3 separate regions of the Gossypium hirsutum genome follow, and regions 1 and 3 are each linked to region 2. Evidence: chromatin contacts called from public Hi-C data. All regions are on one chromosome and are shown on one strand. Each heading gives the region's core, a stretch centred on a gene start, on an enhancer-like site or on the middle of the called end of the contact. The rest is flanking DNA. Distances are from core to core; before and after follow the strand shown.

Evidence for each region. A called contact is a pair of places that touch in the nucleus more often than the background predicts.
Region 1: a contact with region 2 is called in a Hi-C map of leaf, with 3 times the contacts expected there. The contact joins the promoter of LOC107948368 here to the promoter of LOC107948355 in region 2. A contact is called at or near these places in 14 of 34 Hi-C or Micro-C datasets (callus, cotyledon, fibers and 4 more).
Region 3: a contact with region 2 is called in a Hi-C map of leaf, with 6 times the contacts expected there. The contact joins the promoter of LOC107948371 here to the promoter of LOC107948355 in region 2. A contact is called at or near these places in 2 of 34 Hi-C or Micro-C datasets (both in leaf).

What each region holds. Positions count from the first base shown.
Region 1 is chrA04:67,821,679-67,825,158 of Gossypium_hirsutum_v2.1, forward strand. LOC107948368 (29 kDa ribonucleoprotein A, chloroplastic) reads left to right here and starts at 2,033. Exons shown (of 5, transcript XM_016882873.2): 1 at 2,033-2,690; 2 at 3,071-3,172. The coding sequence starts at 2,313. It overlaps LOC121228012 (a long non-coding RNA gene), which reads left to right. Exons shown (of 4, transcript XR_005925560.1): 4 at 257-374.
Region 2 is chrA04:67,228,569-67,232,004 of Gossypium_hirsutum_v2.1, forward strand. It overlaps LOC107948355 (ethylene-insensitive protein 2), which reads right to left and starts at 1,794. Exons shown (of 9, transcript XM_016882863.2): 1 at 1,394-1,794; 2 at 324-625; 3 at 1-191. The coding sequence starts at 92.
Region 3 is chrA04:66,421,269-66,424,758 of Gossypium_hirsutum_v2.1, forward strand. It overlaps LOC107948371 (translin), which reads left to right and starts at 1,593. Exons shown (of 7, transcript XM_016882883.2): 1 at 1,593-1,967; 2 at 2,056-2,152; 3 at 2,249-2,364; 4 at 2,456-2,500; 5 at 3,057-3,082; 6 at 3,326-3,461. The coding sequence starts at 1,610.

The DNA.
Region 1 (3,480 bases), core at 783-3,282, 590 kb after region 2:
TTTAAGTAGCCTGGCCTGAACGGCCATGGACCACTTTAGTTGCAAGGAACTAGTGATGTTTGGCGTTGCTTGCTGTCAAGAAACTAGTGAAAATTTCAAGTGTCCAATCATTCATATGATGTAATCTAGAGTAGAGTAGAGTAGAGTAGGAGTTGTCCAAGAAGTCCTTTGACATTTCATTCAATCCGCGTAATGCACATAATTTTAACGTAATCAGTTTCATTTTTTTTTTTAATATGCACGACATTATTTGCAGATAAATGCAACAACGTTGAGGAAATAAAAAATACGGTGATGTTTGGCTGGGCTGGTGTTCATCTTTTCTCTATAGTTTCCACTTCAAACTTAGCTTTGGAACTTTTTTTATAAATCCACAACTATTTTCATTTATTTTACCGTCTAAGATTAATTTTATTTGGGTAAAAATAATATTTAGATAAAAATTTCCTAATAATGATAAATTTAATATTTGAATCCGATCCAAATATTTAGAGAAGTCTCCAATTGTTGGCCGTAGGATTGAGCAAAGAAACTAAAAGAATCTAAAAACCAATTTGATCCGATATATTCAATTTGGTTTAGGTTTTATAATATTCGGTTCAGGTTTTATAATGTTCGGTTCAGTTTCATGTTAATGTTATCATTCAAATCGCACAATTCGGTTCAAGTTCAGTTTCTCCTCTTGGAACCATTTTATACAAAAAGTTAAAATATTTCACAGCAAGTAAATCATTTCTTAAAAATAATAATCATAATTATAAGCATAATTCTAATTTTAAAAAAATAGTTCATTAAACTCTATAAATATTTTATTTATAAAAGAAACAATTATACACAAGTTGTTGAATATATATTTGATAGTTATAAATTTAAAAAAGTATATGGCATATTGTAATGATTCGATTATAATTAATTAAAAGAATGGTAAGTAAAACATTAGATATATCAATAATTTATGTATTAACTTTTCTTTTAACAACTTTAAATGATTTATTAACTTAATAACTTAACTTAAAATGATTTTTTAAATGGTTTTATGAATGATTATAATATTAATGTAATTATTTAATTTACCTCGTAAATGTATAAATGAATTAAGAGCATGCATTATGATTATTATGAAATAAAATATATATATATATTAGAACTTTGGGGTTCAAAAGAAGATGATTTTTTTTTGACAAAACTCAAAATTTTAAAATCAAACCGCTATTATTGGTTTTGGGTATTTCTATTTTTATTCAATACAATTTTGATTTCAAAAGTTAAAAAGAAAATGAAAAAATTTAATTCAATTTTTGTTAAAAATTAAATCGAAGTGAATACATCCATGTGAGTGTTCGATCGAATCGAGTTAATTATGTTGACAAGTCCTATTTTATCATCTAAATCAATTTAAGATTTTTTCGAATCAAGTCGAGTTAAATGAAATTTGAGTCAAATCGAATCGAGTGAACTGTTCGAGTTAAATTAAAAAATTTAAACACGTCAAATTAAAATCAATATAACTAATTTCATGTTATAACACATAAATTTGAAACCACATATATTTAAAAACTTTTTCAAAGTAAATTAATAAAAAATAATTTAGTATGATAAACTTAAATAATTAATTAACTTATTTAAATCCCAAAATTATTATTCTAGAAATTTTTTTATTTTTTAACTTTCTTTATATTTTTTTTGAATTTTTTATAATTTTTTGAATTTTTATAAATATTTTGATTTTTAAAAATTATTTTGAATTATTTTGTAATTTTTGTTGGGAGAAAGACTAATTTGCTCATTTTCAAACTTAATAAGGACTAAAAGGGTATTTATACCAATATGTTATTTGAATTATTTGAGTTATTCAAATTGTAAAATTTAACTCGATTTGAATTCAAAAATTAAATTACCTATTCGATTTAACTTAAATAATTCGAATAACTCAATTCGATTAACTTAAAATTAAAAAAAATTAATTTTTTGATGGAGGTTGTAATTTAGAAACATAAAATACAGTTCTAATTAGTCCATTTTCATTTGGGTTTGAGGGGCTGTGGCCCTATGCAAATGTCGCTCAAACCGAAACCCAAAGCCTTTTCCCTCAGCAAAATATCTAAAATCTATCGCAATCTAATATCTTATCAACAAAAATCTAACGGCCCCAATTTCACGATATGTAATCCGAAGTACCGGCGGCAAGATAGACAAGCAGGCAACTTCTCCTCCTATAAAACTATCTATAATGTAAGCTGCTCTTCTTAAACCCTCTCTCCCATTTCAAAAACCTTATCTTCTCTTTGGCTAAAGCAGAAACAAAGGCTAAAATGTCTGCAACATCTGCTTCATCTCTCATCCTCCCATCTCTCAAACCCAAAACCATATCTTTACCAAACCCAACTCCCATTTCACTGTCCCCCTTCTCTCTTTCCCACCGCCTCCATGCAAAGCCTCTCTTTTCTTCCTCTCTTCAAAGTTTCACGCTTTTAACAAAAAAGTCTTCTTCTTTTCCTTCTAATTTTGTTAGAAACGTTTCCGTTTCATCTGAGTACGGTCAGGAAGAGGGTTTATTTGGTAGTGATGATGAAGAGGCTACTAGGTTCTCCCCTGACTTGAAACTTTTTGTGGGCAATCTTCCTTTTAGTGTGGATAGTGCTCAGCTTGCTGGCTTGTTTGGAAGTGCTGGAAATGTTCAGATGGTTGAGGTAAATTTTTTTTTTCTTTTTCCCCCTTTGCTTTTACCTGTAATTCACCATGTTTATGTTTATGTTTATGAATGACTTGCTTTGTTTTCATCATGTTCTGTTTTCACACAGAGGCTTGCCCTTTAGTTTGAATTCAAGCATAGTATGAACCTTTATTTCTGATATGTTGAATTATAGTATGGAAGAAACTTTTAATTTCGAGATGAAAATTGAATAATTAAAAAGACATTTAGCCAATTGAAGGGTCATGATATACATTTAGTGATTTAATTGAGCATCCATTGAAATATGGACCTTGTTGCTTCACTCCAATCATTTGGGAAGTTAACAAACTAGATGTACACTCCGTTTTGATGTGTTGAAATTATTGCTTTTGACAGGTGATTTATGACAAGGTAACTGGGAGAAGTAGGGGATTTGGTTTTGTAACCATGTCTACTACTGAGGAAGTGGAAGCTGCTGCTCAACAGTTCAATGGCTATGTAAGTCATCTTTTGGGGTGTTCATATGCAGATATGCGAACTTAAAGAGTATTTTGCACATTTAATAATTTAATTGCTTCGTTTACATGCTACTTAAACAAACATGGTTATCCTCTTTCGGTTTAGAGTACGCATGGATGAAGATTTGCATATTTGTCATCTTTAGAACAATTTGAGGATTGACATTTATGTTCTGGCCTTGGAACCCACTGCGGCAAATGAATTTTTTCAGCATCTGAATATAAAAAACTTCCATTTTTATTTGTTCTAGTTTCCTCAACTTTCTCTTTTCCAGCATAGTGGATGGA
Region 2 (3,436 bases), core at 544-3,043:
CCAATTGATATTAGAAGAACAGGTAAAACAACAGGGAACATCTGATGAAGGGCACCTCGTTGGTGGTTAGCATTTCCTCCCTCAGCTTCCATTTTGTCAACTAGAAATTCAGACGATATGCTAGTTACAGTGCAGCAACGCTTCAAATTCCATCTTCAGAATAGCACAGAACCTCCAATGCTCAAGAAGTACTACAATTACATGGTTGTTCACAATGACTAAATCTCGTAAGAAAGAAGCTATCCATCATAAGATATTCAGCTAGATATTAGCAAGTTATTTGATTAAACATAATTTTGCAAGAAAAAGCAAACAGTCGAGACCATTTTCTGCAAGACTTGCTATCAAACGAATGTACATTAAACAAAAGCCCTGGCACAGCAGGACTAGCGAGCATCTAAAATGCACTTCCCAAGAATCAGTGCCACCGCAACTGCTGACAGAATCAAAATTGCAGCCTCAGCCACAACCATATAGGGGCTGGTGAATATTCCAACTCTCGCAGGACTTTTACCAATAACTTGAATCAGTATCAAAGGGCAGATACACCCATCTCCACTCCCTGAGTAGAACAACAAATAATCCAAACAAATTCCTCCAACGAAAGCACCTACAAAGTCAAAACCTGAATCAAATCAGTCAAAACCATCAGCCTTGGAACATAACTACAAGAAAAAGGAATTAAAGCATCAAAACCAACATGTAAAACGAATCAGAACCAAATTCTAGCATAAATCATGATTAAACCATTTGGTCAAGCTTCAAAACAAAATCATCAGAGTCCAATATACAGTGAACACCATAAATTTCACAAACCGGTACGGTTAACCAGATTATTCAAAAAGAAAAAAGTATAGTGTGAATTAGTTCAAGGGTGTAAGCCCTCAGCATCATCACAAGTTCACTTTGCAAACTAAATTTCAGCATCAATGCTAATCAATAGTGATAAAGATCAGCACACAAAAACAAACCAAAATAAACAACCAGAAGACAGAATAAAATACAGCTTCATACAAAACCACAAACCCCAAAAGTACCCCCACACGAAAATTACGAAACAAAAACCTTGGACTTAAAAACAAAACTCAGATCTTCCTAAAACATCCCAAAGCAAGCAAAAGTGTAAAACCCCACCCAAATGAACAAAGCACTAAGGAACCAATATGAATAAAAATCAAGACCCTGGATCTGATTCAGCTCAATAACTTTAAAAAAAAGGAAAAAAAATTTGCACAAATTCCAAGGTAGATTACGCATAAAGCAAGAAAACAAAAAAAAACCCAAAATAATTAAACAAAAAGAAGAAACAAGTAAATCATAAGGAAAAAGAAGACTAGAATTGGATTAGGGTTTAGGCCTTTGGGGAAGTAAAAAAATTGTTTTTTGATTTTACCTTACGGTAAAAAGTGGGACAGAAAGAGCTTATCTGCTATCCTTTTCTCTGCAATCTCTATCTAAGTTTGGGTATTAACAAAAGTAGATCTTCAGGAAGAGGGATTTCTCAAGCCACTGGGTTTTATTTATATATTTTTCTTCACAAACAGAGAGAGAGAGAGAGAGCGAAAAAGAAAAAGAGAGAAAAAAAGAGGATAGATACATGATCATCTCAGATAGATAAATATATAATTATAAATATATTTTCAAGGGTGTGGGGGCTCTTTCCAAGCCATGCCACGCCATGTTGAAGAAAAGAGGAAATTTATTTATATATAATATGTGAAAAAAGAAAACTTTCACTACTAAATACTAATCAAAGCGAAGAAGAAAATGTGTCCAGATGAAAGACAAAACAAAAAGCTAGAAAAAGTTTAAAGACAGACAGTTAAAAGGTTATTGACATCAAAACAGTTCCAACAAATCTCGAGGATATCCCACAAATTTCAGCATTACAATTAATCCAACTTCTCTCATTTCATTTATATACATTTAATGGATTATTATTTATTTGTATAAACTTTTATGTTAATAATTAGGGTAAATTTTATAAAATGATAATTAAGGTTAAGTTTATGTTATTGTCTCACAATTATTAAAAGTTACGATGTCGTCATTCACGTTATAAATGGTATCAAATTATTAAATTTGATCAACTTAACTTCTTATTTTTTTAGCAAAATAATGAGACGACATATTAACTCAAAGTTTAATAATTAATTCAATCTCTAAACCGTCATTTTATTATTTAGTGTTTTTAATATTTTCTAACCATAATCTAAAAAATATACAAAAGTATAAAAGTATGATAAAATTCTTTAAAAAACACTTGAAAGTTGATAACTTATTTTTAAAATTATAATTATGCAAAAATTTTAAAATTTTATAAATTCTAAAAGTTTTAATCAAACTTGATGAGATTGTAAGTGAAAATTTTGTATTTTAATTATTATAAAGTTCTTTTTTAACGAAATAGAACAACTTTTGCTATTATTGTTACAATCAAATGAATCCACTTTTCCTTTTGTATCTTAGTGTAGAAAAAGTGTGTTGAAGACCCTAATAATACTCTAAAAGCATGTGTGTAAGTGAACACTGAAGGACAAAATAATATAGAGATAATGTGCAAAAGGCTGATGAGTTATTTTGTCGTAGATATGGTAAATCTGTACCTGTCATTTGTTATTTTCTTTTTAACCAGTAGATTTTTTGATTTACAACTAAGTATATAATCAGTAAATATATATCCAAGAAATATTGTTTTCTAATTCATTTTAACTAGGGGTGAAGCTAGAATAATTTTTTAGGGGCAAATGAAATTTTAATTTTTTATAGTCAATATCTTTATAATTTTTAAAGGATTAAATGGAATTTTTATAATTTTAGGGGGTAAAGTGTAATTTTAACTTTACTAATTTAAATTTTTTTAAAAAATTTAAGAATTTAAATAGCAATTTTATATTTTAGAGGAATTAAGACCCCTACTAACCCCCTAAATTCACCTATAATTTTAACCAACTATGAATATTCTTATAAACAACCTTTTGATTATACTTTTGGGATCAAATTAGTTATTAGTGATTGAGTTAACATACAACATCATTATTTCATTAAGGGATAACAATAGAACAGTTAACTAATAGGTGACCAAAATTTAATAATTCAATAATGTAAGTGATCATAATATAACTTTTGATAGTTGGGTTGCAAAAGCATGAACTTAACCTTAGTTTTGAGGACTATTTGTATACTTTTCCCTAGTAATTAACATTATTTATTAAGGAATAATATTTGATGCTCAATGCATAAGTCTCATATACCATCGGCAAATAATATCACAACACATCATCATTAAATAATATAAAAAATAGTGAAGGACTTAAAAGATACTAATAAATATTAAAACCCAAGACTTTAGACCTTAAACCCAAGATTCTAAATTCGAGAGTTATTAATAATTTTTTATAATAGTTACATTTAATGTTTAATCATACTTAAATAA
Region 3 (3,490 bases), core at 343-2,842, 810 kb before region 2:
AGAGAACTTGTAATAATGTTATCGAGCTTTGTCAAACAAGTGTCCAAGATACAATGATGAGGTTGAATCTCTTGAGCATATTTTGTTTGGCTGTCGAATTGTAAAAGCGGTTTGGAGAGCATCTTCGCTTCACTATGATCCTACAAAAACCGCATCTTCGCTTCACTATGGTCCTACAAATATTGATTTCTCTAGCTTTTTTAACTGGTGGATTGAGACAAATGAGCAATTTCTAAATTTTGGGTCTTCTTCGACCACAAGTATGACAGCTTGGGTATGTTGAGAAATATAGAGTTGGAATTTATGGATGTCTGAAAGCATTAATACTGACCCCATACAAATTTGGAGTGATGCTTGGAGGATTTTTTGAGTCTCTAAAGACTGAGGAGAATGCTTTGTCCCAATCAGCGCCTTGAATATTCGACTACTTCATGGAGCCCGCCTCTGTATAGTGTTATTAGATGCTTCCTTTGATAAGCAAATGCTACATTTGCCTGGGGGCCGTGGCAGCGATGGTTTATTCATTAGAGGTGCAAATGCCTTAATCTTTGATGGATTTCCTTTTGTGGTATGATAAAAACTAAAGGTGAGTAAAATTCGATTCGATTAAAAAAATTGAAAAAAAATTCGAATTATTCGAATTGAATTAATTGAGTTAATTGAATCAACTTAATTTTTTTTCGAATTTCAAGTTTAAATCAAATTAAATTTTTTAATTCGAATAAGCCAAATACTAAACCGTTTTACTCCCTTCCCCCGCCCCCACTCAAACCCTTTTATTTTTCCTCAACCCCTGAAATTTTTTTCCCCATAAAAAATTACTTTTCCCAAACCCCTGAACTATTTTTTTCTTTTACTTTCTCTCCAAAACTTTTACTTCTCCAAATCCCTATCTTTTTTCCTTTTGCTTTCTTTTAAACCCTAAATTTTTTTTTCGAATTTATATCTACTATTTATGTTATTGAATTAAATTTCACATTTTGTACTATTTATTTATTGAATTGTTTAATCATGATGAATCTTTATTAATATGTTAAAATTGAATTATTAATAATGCCATAAAATATTCATGTTAAATATTTTATGTTTGTATCAATTTCATATTTTATCTTTAAAATAATTTATCAGAAGATAATTGAAATAACTAAATAATCAAAATAGCTGACAAGTATATAAAAGACTAATAAATAAATTACGGATGGATGGAAGTTAATAGCATTACGGTGGACAAATTTATTTTTTTAATTTACTATTTGATTTGATTCGAATTCCATCTTACTCGATTCGATTCGAAAAAAATTTAAATCAAATTAGGATGATAAAATAGGATTCATCAACTCAATTAACTCAACTTTTTCCATTCAATTCGATCAGATTTAACGCTCACCCCTATTAAAAATAAAATTTTTCACTTTACTTATTCAAGTGTATTTAATATTAGAATATTTATTTAACAAAATGGACCGACTTTATCATCACTGATTGATCGAATGATCAGAAATTGATTTGATTTTCAGTGCGAAAGTTGAATGGGAGGGTGTGGAATACACCGCACTGCACATATATAAAAAACATAAAATGATAAAATAAAGTGAACAAATTTCAAATTATGAAATCAGCGTTACGGAACGCTTACTACTTCACTCTCTCTCGCTACTCCTTAAACCCTAACCCCTCACTTCTTCAAATTGCTCCCTTCATTTCCACTTTTCCTTCGCTTCCCTCTGTCCTTTCCAGAAACCATCCCTTTCGTTCCCCTCTCTGCGCCACTCTCATGGCCGGCGGTGATTACGACTCGCCGCAAACCTCTCCTTCTCTGGAGAAACAGTTCGAGAAGTTCCGAGTCCAGCTTGAAGATTCTGGCAGCTTACGGGAACGCATACGCGCCGTCGTTCTGGAAATGGAGTCGGCGACTAGGCTCATGCAAGCTAGCCTCCTCCTCGTTCACCAATCTAAACCAATTCCCGGTAACATTCTTCTTTTGCTTCTTCAAATTATATGGTTTTTGGAATATTACCTATTTTATAATTTTTACGCATATGTTTATATCAACAGAGGTTTTGCAGAAGGCAAATTCTCAGATTAACGTACTAAAGGGTCTTTACAATAAACTTGCTGAAGTTGTTAGGGAATGCCCTGGACAATATTACAGGTGAGATTCATTGGAGATTTTGGTTAATTTCAAATTTTATTTTAGTAGAAATTTTTGTGTTCTTGATGTGGTGTTCGGGTGTGTTACTGTGTTTAGGTATCATGGGGATTGGAGGAGTGAAACTCAAATGGTAGTTTCTTTGCTTGCCTTTATGCATTGGTTGGAAACTGGAAATCTGCTTATGCATACTGAAGCTGAGGAAAAACTTGGATGTATGTTTCAGTAATGAATATTTATTCGGTTTTACGAGTAATTTTTGTATTTGCTAATGAAGACAAATGAGAAAGTTGGTTGTTTTGGCAGTGAACAATTCGGATTTTGCTTTAGACCTGGAGGATTATCTTGTTGGTATGTGCTGAAAGCTTCTCTAATTGAAGAGTTCTATACTCTCATGGATTGAACCGTTTGTTCCGTACTATTTTTTTCTCTAATCTTTTAAAGATTCAATTTTCTTTAGCTAGCCTGAAGTATTCTAGTTATTGAATGGCAAGTAAATGTGATTGACCACATCAATAGGCAGGATGAAATTCTTTGTACATTCTAATGCATTAGAGTCTTTTTCTTTATTAAAATGGCCAGGGTAGTTAACTGAACTTCAGTTTTCCATTTTTTTGGTTCATCTTATTCAAATGAGGACTGTCTCGTCAGACCAATTGATACTTGTGTTAAAATATTTTTAAGAGATTCACCTATCATATATGCTGTTTGTATTTTTGGATGAACTAAATGAAGCATTGTTGATTAATCACCTTTTCTGATTATTGTCATTCTTCAGTTTTTATGGTTTTTCTCCCTATATGTGCAAGAAACATGCAATGTCTATTACTTTGCATCTGAATTTGAGGGTTATTATTTTTCTGCCAATTGAATATACTGATCTGGGAATCTTTTTGATCTCTTGCAGGTGTTTGTTTCATGTCAAATGAAATGGTAAGAAATATGTCAGAAACTTGCTTTCCCGGGCTTTTCAAATTGACAAATGCGTTCTTCCTAGTCTATTGTTTTCGTGTATTTTTTATTCAGATGTTTAATGAGACTGCAAGTTAGAAAAGACTTGTTGGAATGTGATAATTCCAAATGGAACATTATGGTTTTGAACAACTGGTGAAATACTGCATTGGGAAATGTGGCAACAAGGCTTAACATAACATGCATTTCTCTTCGTTTTAACAGCCGAGATATGTGGTGAATCAAGTGACAGCTGGTGACTATGATTGTCCAAGAAAGGTGTTGAAGTTCTTGACAGATCTTCATGCGGCCTTTCGCATGCTTAATCTCCGTAATGATTTCCTGCGCAAGAAGTTTGATAGTAAGCTTAATCTTATCCAGTGCTTTGAG